Regions from separate parts of the Sus scrofa genome. Here region 2 is linked to region 1. Evidence: chromatin contacts called from public Hi-C data. All regions are on one chromosome and are shown on one strand. Each heading gives the region's core, a stretch centred on a gene start, on an enhancer-like site or on the middle of the called end of the contact. The rest is flanking DNA. Distances are from core to core; before and after follow the strand shown.

Region 1 (5,305 bases), core at 1,640-4,139:
CTCCCCGACACCACATTTGCAGAATAAAACCCAAGCCCCGCAGTACAGCATGCGAAGCCCTTCACAGCACATTCTGACCTGCTTTTCTAGACTCATCTCTCCTCCCTCCCTTGAGCTCCCTGCATCCTGCTGAGAGAGAGTTCACCGAATATCCCACGCTTAACCACGTCTCCAGGCCTGTAAGCACACTATCCCACCCCGACTGGAATATACTCTTCTTCAAATCCTTTCCGAACACTCCTATACATCCTTCAGCACCCTGTTCAAAAGGCCCCTTTGTGAAGTCTTCCCTGACATGCCCGCTTCCTCAGAGTACAGGGCTTCCTGCTGTGCTCCCCAAGCCCTTGGTCAGGCCTCTTAGGTCACAACCAGTAGCTCAGGAATGGCTTGTGTCCAGTGCTGTCTGGTCCAACAGGCAGTGAGCTCCTAAGAGAGAGGCAGGCCCCTGGTCTTTCTCATGAGTGCCCGACTAAGGTGCCTCCTGGGGGCTGGTTTGACAAACCAAAGAACAAAGCACGAAGGGCCCCGTGGTTTTGTTATTCATATCACTCATCCATTCACTGAATGTCAAATGCCCTTTCAGCACGAGATCCTTCACTACCTACACCTCCCGCCACTGGCAGCCCCAAGCCTTGGCCTTATCCCGGCCACTGCCTTCCCAAGGGGTTCTGTGTTTTCTTTCTTTCCCTTTTTTTTTTTTTTTTTTTTTTTAAATTTGGCTGTGCCCACAGCATGTGGAAGTTCCTGGGCCAGGGACTGAACCTGCACCATAGCAGTGACAACACCGGGTCCTTAACCCACTGAGCACCAGGGAACTCCTCTGTATTTTCTGTCTAGGAGCCTTCCTCAAGCTTAGCCCAGTGACTTTGAAATGGATAAGGAAAGAAGACATTATATTTTGCAAAGATATTCTCCTCTGCCCACCACACGCACACTCACCACCATCCACACCATGCAGACTCAAAAAACCACTACAGAGCCCAGGGGCCTGGCAAACAGCAGGTGCTCAATAAATGCTGAGTGAACCGAAGAGAACACATCTTGCACTGCTTCTGGCACCCCTATGCTCCCATGATTCCCAGGCAGACATCCTGAGTTAACTTGAGGAGTTAATCACTTCATCTCTCTCCAAGGCACCCAGGCAGCCCCCGAAAGATGCCTTTGACTCCATCTACTCTGGTCTCCAGGGCAGACAGGAGGATGGAGTCAGAGGCCTCACTGTGCAGCACTAAGGCCACAAGTTCGGGTCCCAGTGCCCAGCTCCCCACCATGCTCTCACCTACCTGGTGGTGGCTGGAAGGCATGCCAGCCTCAGCTCCAGGGTGGCTAAACCCATTATTACCCTAGCTCCGGCCACTCCCTAGTGGGTGATACAGAAACCCCTGGGCCCCCTTCCAGGAGCAGCAGAGCTAGGTAAACCCTTAGGCACTGGTAGAAGCGGGAAGTTGGTGCTTCCAGATGCCCCAGAAGCCTCAGCCACGCCCAGCAGCAGCTGGCTCAGATGACCTGGCTGCCCAAGTCACACTCGGAATGTGACCAGGATTTGACCCGTGCTGCAACTCAGTGGCTGCCCGCAGTGATGACCCACTTCCCTGCCCAGACATGGGAGGGAGGAGGCCAAGTATGAAGAACCAAGCACTTGTGCAAGCCCATTTCCAGGACTCTGTTGTCACAGGGAAAGCCACGGCTCATCACCTGAGCCAAGTGCTCCATGCACATCACCTCACGTGGTCCTCGAGGCGGCCCATTATACAGATGTGCGAAACAGCACTGAGGAGGGGGAGCGACCAACCAAAGCCTCTTTGCAAGGGGTGGAGGTGGGATTTGAACTCAGGGCTCTGTGACCACAAGCCAGGCCACCAGCCCTTGTTCTCTACAGGCTCCCAGGGGCAGGGGGGCTGATGGTTGAAGAGTTTTAGTCTTTCACCACACCCAGATGGACTGATGGAACGCAAAGAGCACTGGAGTAGGAGTCCAGAGACTTGGGTTTAGTCCAAGTCCACTACAATGAGTCCTGGGCCCCTCCACATCTGCACCTCAGTGTCCCCATCTGCCAAAGCCCTAGTTTTAGCCTGGCTCAGAGGTCTCTTTCCGCTTTCTGAAGCAGGGGTTCTTCTAGCCTTAGCTCTGCCTGGCCCCCTCATTTCCGTGCCTAACAACTTGAGACCTGAGTCCCAACTCTAAAGCCCTCCGGTCGATATGCAGGACAGAGAGGATGTCCGGCCACCGTGCACCCCCCTGGCCCAGTAGTGGGGCGTGGGAGTAGGGAGATCTCTCATGGCTGAGCCCTCGTGTGGGTGGAGCTGTGAGCTGCCGACTCCGGGGCTACTTAACAAAAAGGAGGCGACCCTTAGCCTTGGAGCCTCCCTGTCCCCGCCGTCGGGCAAGCACTAGGCGACTCCCCGGACAAACGCGCCGGGGGCGGGGGACCCGGAGTCAGGCTGGGTCCCTGTCGCTGGCCGTCTACCGAGGTTTTCCAAGGAAGGACAGGGTCCCCAGCACCTGCCCGGACTCAGTATTCCCGAGGGGTCCGCACACGGCGGCTCTGAAGCTGGGGGCTGAGCCTCGAGCCCGACCCCCGATCCGCGAGTGCACATGCGCCCCGGCGGCGACCCCGCCTACCGCGCCCCCCTTCCCACTCCTCCTCCCCGCTTCCCCCCAGGACCACTGACCATAGTGACCGGAGCCGTCGGGCCAGGTCCCGCCCCAGCGAGGAGCGATCCGGTGCGGGAGGGCGCCGTGGGAGCCACTGGCTGGATCCGCCGTTGGGTTGGGCGGCGGGGGCCTCGAGGGCGTGGGGGCGAGCGGAGAATACACCCGACCGCTCCGCAAACCAGAGGTTAGACCTCCACTGTGTCCCAGCAAGACACACGCCCCGCGATTGACGTCTGAAGCGGGCAATCAGAAGCCGGGCCACAAGACGTCACAGAAAGTGGGTGGGACCCCACGCACCTTTAGCCTATGTTTTAGGGCCTATTTGACAGGGTACCGCCTCCTCTTAAAGACACAGAAACCTTTTAACTAGCAAAGGAGTTAGACCAACCCAGAAAGACAGGTCTTCATTTGTGAAGGATGAAGGGCTTTTAACCAAAACCGTAAATTGAAGTCTTCTGAAAGATTAGCTGGCTCTCCATTAATTCATAAACCAGGTCATATAAGTATAGTTTGCTAAAGATCAGAGGACAGGCGCTTGGGGAAAACGTGTCCAGTAACATTAAGTTACCTGCCTGCATGTGTAGCTTCTAAATAATATTTTACCCCCTTTCAACTCATGAATCAGTAGGTTGCCAGGCATCCAATTAGTGTTTGTTGAATGAATAAATTTCCAGGATGGTTGATTCTGTGCCTCTGGAATTGTATGGTTATATATGAGGCACAGACCCTGAACCAGGTTTGGTGACTCACCCTGCATACAAGCTCATTATTGTTGAACATTAAACAGAGGAATATGTATCATTCAGAGATTCATTCATCAGCTGGTGGCCCCTGGAGGATGGTGCTTTGGGTGGGGGAAGGGAGCTCCGGTGAATTGTATGTGCCCATTTTATAAGTATTAATACTTCCAGGACCCTGTCTCAAGTAATTCCCCACCCCAATTTCACCCTCTGCCCCAGGCACTTGCTGGGTTCTTTCTTTCTTCTTTTTTTTTGGGGGGGGAGTCTTTTCAGAGCCTCAACCGTGGCATATGGAGGTTCCCAGGCTAGGGGTCTAATCGGAGCTACAGCTGCCGGCCTACGCCAGAGTCACAGCAACACCAGCAAGGCCAGGGATTGAACTCTTGTCCTCAGGGATAATAGTTGGGTTCATTACCGCTGAGTCATAATAGGAACTCGGAAAAATATTTTGTTAGTAGTGAGGATTTTAAACAAAAACAGAAATAAGAACTTGCCCAGAATCTCAGTATATGTGTAATGGAAATTTTCCTCAAGCAGGGCTCAAAGGACCAGGGGGAAATGTCATCTCTTTAGCCTGTTACTAATAAGGCTTCTTCCTGAGCTCCTTAACATCTGGTTAGAAGAGAAAAAAAAAAAAAAGCAAAAAAAAAAGCTTGCAAAGAGTTCAGCCGGTTTCAGGCTGGGTTGGAGTGGAAGATGTGAACAGTCCTTTTGGGGGTCACCCCTTGGCTGGGAGTGAACATGTTCTTTCTGGAATGAATCTACTCTCCTCTTCCAGCACCACTTCTACCTGGTGTCCAGGTGTCTGCGAGGAGGAGTCGGGGATGGTTGCTATGGTTGCTATGGCTTCACAGGTTTGGGTGGGAGTGTCTTGTCGTCTCCAGCAAGAATACCCCCAGCCTTTGGGGATGGGCTCTATGGCCCATGTGACTCAGGTTCTGGCCTGTCTCAGGCTGGTGAGACCCAGAGATCCCTCTCAGGTTGCCCCTACTTTACTCTCTGCAGTGTGGCCCTAGCGCAGCTTTCTCAGGCCCTCTCTCCCTCACCTCCCTGCATCCCCAATACATGAGCTTAGGAGGCCAGCCTTTGAGTGTCCAGAACCTTCCCCATTTCCCTACTTCTTAGTCTCTGCTGCACCTCCTGGAATATCTTTTTCACAGGCTCCACTGGAAGGATAGCCCACCCATCCTTCAAATTCTGGCTCCTTCTCCATGCAGCCCTGTGATTTGGAAGGGGCGGTAGGGTGTGGTAATTGCAAGTATGGGCGATGACAGCAGGTGTGTTTGTATTGCGATTGCCATGGCATGGCTCCTTGAGAAAGGCACACCTCTCTGAGCCTGTTTCGTCTGTACGCTGGGGGGGGTATTCACATCACCTCAAAGGGCACTTGGGAGGACTGAACATGATGATCACGAAAAGCACTTGACCCTGTCCTTGGCATCCAGTAAGTGCCCCATGTACGTGGGCTTTGCCTAGTACTTATTGGAGGCTTATTGTTCATCCTTGGGTGGCTAAGCCTATAGGGCACAGGTGGGAATTTGCATGTGGTGGGAAGGAGCCACAAGGAGGCTTACGTCTGCACGCCGGAAACGGGCGGGCGTCTGCCCTCCCCTACATCAATGACAGGAAACTCTGATGGCGAGGTCTCAGGCAGTCATTCCCATGTTGCCAAGAGCTGTGTTAGGGGAGACCCATTTTCTGGTGCTCTTTATGTTGCGCTATTTCATGCACTTGGCCTTCTCTGCTCTGCAATCTGCAGGCGGGGCGCGCTGCAGGAAGACCGGGAATCCCAAGTTGCAAAACTTTCCACCTCCTTGCAGGAGGGCGACACCATCCTGGCTACTTTCTTGCCCCCCTTGCATCAGAGCCTGCAACTTAGATCTGGAAAAATTGTTGAGATGCAAACATGT
Region 2 (5,305 bases), core at 1,808-4,307, 43 kb before region 1:
GATCTGAGCTGGGTCTGCAACCTACACCACAGCTCACGGCAACGCCGGATCCTTAACCCACTGAGCAAGGCCAGGGACCAAACCTGCAACCTTATGGTTCCTAGTCGGATTCGTTAACCACTGAGCCACGACGGGAACTCCAAGAATGGCATTTTAGTATCGTATCCATAATAATCAGGAAAACACCCAGTTTTATTATGAAAAAATAATGTGTAAAGAAAACAACACTTGTCAATTTCTCTCCGTGAAGTTTTCCATTTCCACAGATGATCATCCAAAAACTAGATTCAGAAGAAGTAACTATCCTCCTCACCTCTCTTTCCTGCTTTTGTCAGTTTCAGGGTCAACTCAAGGGAGCCATGAGAGATAAAGGTGAAAAAAGCTATTTTAATTTAGGTGGTACTGTTTGCAGCTCTCTCTTGGCTGTTCAACAGAGCTGTCTCTCTCCACCAAGGAAGACATCCAAATAAAACTACCCTTTTCTCTCGTAGGATTTTTTGTTTTGTTTTGTTTGTTTCTGCTTTTCAGGGTCACACCTGCAGGACATGGAAGTTCCCAGGTTAGAGGTCTAAATTGGAGCTGCAGCTGTTGACCTATGCCACAGACACAGCAACGTGGGATCTGAGCCACATCTGCAGCCTACACCGCAGCTCATGGCAATGCCAGATCCTTAACCCACTGAGCAAGGCCAGGGATCAAATTGGCATCCTCGTGGATACTAGCTGGGTTTGTAACCCACTAAGCCACAATGGGAATTCTCAACATAAATTTTACTTTATTTTATTTTTTGGCTGCAGTATGCAGCAGCTGGATGTAGGATCTCAGTTCACAGACCAGGTATTGAACATGGGACACAGTGGTGAAAGTACCGAGTCCTAATCACTAGACCATCAGGATACCTAGGATACTTCTCCTAGGGTTAATTTTACGCATCAATTTGGCTTGGCTGCTGTGCCCAGATATTTCATCAAATGCTTTTCTAGACTTTTTTTTTTTTTTTTTTTTTTTGCTTTTTAGGGCCACATGGAAGCTCCCAGGCCAGGGATAGACTCCGAGCCACAGCTGTGCCACAGTTGTGGCAACATTGGATCTTTTCAACCACTGCACCTGGCAGGGGATGGAACCTGCACCTCTGCCATGACCCAGGCTGTTGCACTCAGATTCTTAACCCACTGCACCACAGTAGGAACTCCTATTTTAGATGTTTTTGCGAAGGTGTTTTGATGAGACCCTACTCTTTGGTGAGGTCCCTTTCCTCACCAAACAGCCAAGGTTTGTCAAGGTTCTGTCAAGACAAGTTTCTGTGACACTCAGTTCCAGGTGTACTGGTTCAAAGAAAGGAACCGTAGAATGCATTTTTCACTTCCATCAGGACACCCGTTTTATTAATGTTACAAGGCACAACTTGGATCCACATAATAAAAGAATACTTAAATGCATTTTCCCCGAAGCCTGAGACGTAACACAGAAGCCACTCGGGCATGCACACCCCAGCCCGCCTACCTGTTGCGCCTGCTCCCTAAGCCCGCAAGGAGAACCAACCCCTAGCTGCGCGGAGAGTCGTCCTTCCGCTCTCTCCACACCCCCGAGCTGCAGAAGTCGGTCCGCGCCGCAGCGAATCAGGTTGCGGCGTTTAGAACGGGGCGGGACTTCCTGCCCCGCGTGCGTGAGTGCAAGCCCCGCCCCGGAACTGCAGTAGACGCTGTCTCACAGGGTTGGCGCGGCGGTTGCTGAGGCGGTTGGTCGGCGTCTGAGGAAACCGTTGCGGCGTCTTACACGGTGAGTACCGGGTACAGGTGGGGCCGGGGCCGGAACCCGAGAGGGGCTGAGGGCGGGCTCCCATCGCGGGCCTCTCTAGGCCATTGTGTTCTCGGGTTCCGAGAGGGCGTCAGCCGGCCCTCCGCTGGGGGCTCCAGCTGAGGGGGCGTCAAGGCTCGGCGGCCTCGGTTTGTCGGTTTAGTGCGCGCCAGTTGTTGCTTGAGACGCGGAGTGAGCGCTGGTCCCTAGGCCGGGCGTCAGGAGGAGGGACCCTGCGGGTTACACTTTGAGTCCTCGCCCCCATGTGCCTCATCCCCCCCAACCCGCCAGGCTTGATCCGGGTTGTTTGTGATCGCGGTGTAGGCGACGCGGGGGTGAACCTTGGTTGCGCGTTGCGTTGCTTTCCTCGCGGGGCGCCATGCTAAGCCGCTCTGGATGTGCGTCACCTTTTTGTCTTCGTGTGACGATCCAAGGACGCGCAGACCCTCAGCATCCCCGTTTTCCAGACGAGGAACTGAGACTCGTAGAGGTTAATAACGTCCACCCCAGACCCAGAGCTGACCAGTGGCGAGTTCGGATTTGAATCAATCCTTTTGCGCTTTCCAGTATTTTTTTCTTTTTTCTTTTTTCCCTTGGCCTGTCTGAAAAGGGAGAACATGAATTGAGATCCAGTCAAACAACTTGTGCATAAATGGTTTTTATATCACTTAAAAATGCAATGAAAAATCTGGTTGGGTTTTAAGCCAATTGGCAAGGCCAGAGTGGTGGCACAGGCAGGTGCCCTGTTGGGGCAGGGCTTGAGAAGAAGAAAGCTTTGTGCACTCTTAATAAAGCTGGTCCCCTCACCCCCAAGACCCCTTTTAGATTCTTATTCTGCCTTCAAAATGGCTTGAGTGTGGCAGGCTTCCATGCTCTGCATTATTGCATAGGATATTTTGTGACTTAGCTAGTATAAACCTCTCTGCCTTCAAAAAACATGCGGTTCAGAGGATTAAGCAGGACCTGCTACTGCCACAAAAGCAGTTACATGAGATCTGGAATCCAAACCCGATCTAGGTCATAAGTCCTTGCTCTACCTCCTGTGTCTCCTCTGTTCCAGGCCAAGCTACCTGCTGTGTGGGTATATTTCTTTCCTTCTTTGATCTTCTCTAGCTGGGAGCATCAGCATTAGAGGCATTTTTGGGTCCTTAACTGCTTTTCAGGGCCTGATACTCTATAGGCTGCATAGAAAATATTTGTTGCCTCAAAACTTGTGCTTTTCATTTGCCAATCTTATGGACCATTTCTCTCCTTTTCAGTAACCATGAAGTTGAAGGAGACAAAATCAAGGCCAAAGCCACCAAGCTGTGGCAAATTTCAGAGGAAGGAATCAAAGTTGTGGGAAAATGGAAGCAGGTGAAGATTGATCCAAACATGTTTGCAGACGGACAGATGGATGATTTGGTTTGTTTTGAGGAACTGACAGATTACCGGTTAGTCTCCCCTGCCAAGAATTCCTCCAGTCTCTTCTTAAAAGAGGAGTCCAAGAAGAGAAAGGCACAAGCTGTTGCAGAGGGAGAGGAGGAAGGAGAATCTAGCTCCTCAAAGAAAAAGATGAAATTGAAGAAGAGTAGAGATGTGGCAGCTGAAGGAACCAGTGTTCAGAAAGAGTTTGGGGTCAAAGATCCTGAGCCAGAGCCCCAGGGAGATAGCACAGTTTGTCCTGATGCAGAGGTAGGGGAGATGGCATCAGAAAGCCCAGCGCAGACTGTTCCAAAAAAGAAGAAAAAGAAAGGGAAAAAAAAAGCAGAGCCTTCTCAGGGTACTACTCCAAAAGTGTCTAAAAGAGCAAAGACATGGATGCCTGAAACACATGATCACAAGGCAGATGTATCAGCTTGGAAGGATCTGTTTGTACCCAAGCCAGTTCTCCGAGCACTCAGCTTTCTAGGCTTCTCTGCCCCCACACCAATCCAAGCTCTGACCTTGGCACCTGCCATTCGTGACAAACTGGACATCCTTGGGGCTGCTGAGACAGGTAAGGGCATCCGTATCTGGCCAGGGTAAGATTGCTTCTGAATTTGACTTGTGACTGCTAACAGGCTGGATGGCTGGGAAGAGGGGAATGTTGGGAACATAATCACAGATGCAGTTTTGATTAGCACTCAGCTAGTTCTGGGTTGAAACATGCCACTGCCTAATTGGTGCCCTAGGCAGTATCTTTCTGAGCCCTGTAGACCCCATTATAAAATGGAGATAGATAATAGTACCCACTTCCTTTGCTATGTGGGCTAAATGTAAATGTCTACTAAATTTATATGTTTACACAATAGTAAACAACCAGCAAAAAAACAAAAAACAAAAAACAAAAAAAACGAGTAGTAATCTAAAATTTACACATTTCATTGTAAGTGACTAGCAGATGGGAGTTTTTTCCTGTTCTTGAGCATTTTTTGTAATGGAGGAGGAAAGTAGGGCTAAGGTCAGTCCTCTGGAGAGGTTAGGTCCTCATTAGTGTAAGAAGTGCTTTAAGTCTCAAAAATTGTCCAAAAATAAAAGGGCTGCCTTGGGAATTGGTGAGTTTATTGTCATAGGAAGGATTTGAGTGTGTGATAACCATTGGATGGATTTTGTAGGCAGTTTTGGGCAGGAGGTGACTTTTGGGACTAGGCATTGTTTAAAGATACCTCATTTTCTGGGCCCTTTTAGACTTTGCGGGGCAAAGACAGGTTGCCACACCCTGGGGAGACTAAACTACTGATGGGGGAAGGAGCTTATATTACCTAGAACTGTTAGTTCACCTTGACCAGCAATAACCAATAGAAATATGTATGTAATGTGAGCCACATATGTAATTTAAGATTTCCTAGGAGCCGTATTTTAAAAGGTTTTAAAAAAAAGTGGAAATTAATTTTAACAATATAACCAATTATGTAATAAATATTTCAGTGAGCAGTTAAGGTAAAATTATTGAGATATTTTACATTCTTGTATGTGGCTAGTGGCTTCTGTGTTGCATAGAATTAGACCATCTAGACACTTTGTGCCTTGGATTTCTGGAAGAGTGGTTGGGAAAATTGAGGTGAGGTCCTGTCTAAGTCATAAAGATGGAAGAGCGAGGAAACCCCTGGAAAGGGGAATGGAGGTAACATAATAACATACATTTTAAATGCATTGTGCACTGTGTTACACGCATTACATTGATGAACTCAGTTCTCACAACCACCCTCAGGTAGGTTCCATTTTAACTGATGAGGAAACTTGGCCTCACAGAGGATGGACACTGTCTCTAACTGTCCCACTGAAAGTGGTAGCGCTTGGATTCCAGACTGCCCAAGTGCTGTTTAACATTCTGCTACAGTACTTTGGTCTGTGCAGAGAGGCCTGGAGGCAAAGGCGAGGGGTGAACCACTGTGGCTAGAGACTGACATTTGGTCTGATACACACACCTCCTGTCAGGCTATTTCCATGGAATGCTGGGAATCCACAGGTTCAAGACTCAAAGACTCTCAGGGCTGTGGACATACTGCAGCCACTGCAGATAACGAATATACCCCCTACTCCCAAG

What was found. Hi-C and Micro-C count contacts between places; a contact is called where the count stands out from the background.
Region 2: a contact with region 1 is called in a Hi-C map of liver, with 2.3 times the contacts expected there. The contact joins the promoter of DDX24 here to the promoter of OTUB2 in region 1. A contact is called at or near these places in 1 of 5 promoter capture datasets (liver) and 3 of 47 Hi-C or Micro-C datasets (heart right ventricle and liver).

Annotation. Positions count from the first base shown.
Region 1 is chr7:115,302,393-115,307,697 of Sscrofa11.1, reverse strand. It overlaps OTUB2 (ubiquitin thioesterase OTUB2), which reads right to left and starts at 2,889. Exons shown (of 6, transcript XM_001925368.4): 1 at 2,673-2,889. The coding sequence starts at 2,675.
Region 2 is chr7:115,345,107-115,350,411 of Sscrofa11.1, reverse strand. DDX24 (ATP-dependent RNA helicase DDX24) reads left to right here and starts at 3,057. Exons shown (of 9, transcript XM_021099653.1): 1 at 3,057-3,116; 2 at 3,119-3,775. The coding sequence starts at 3,062.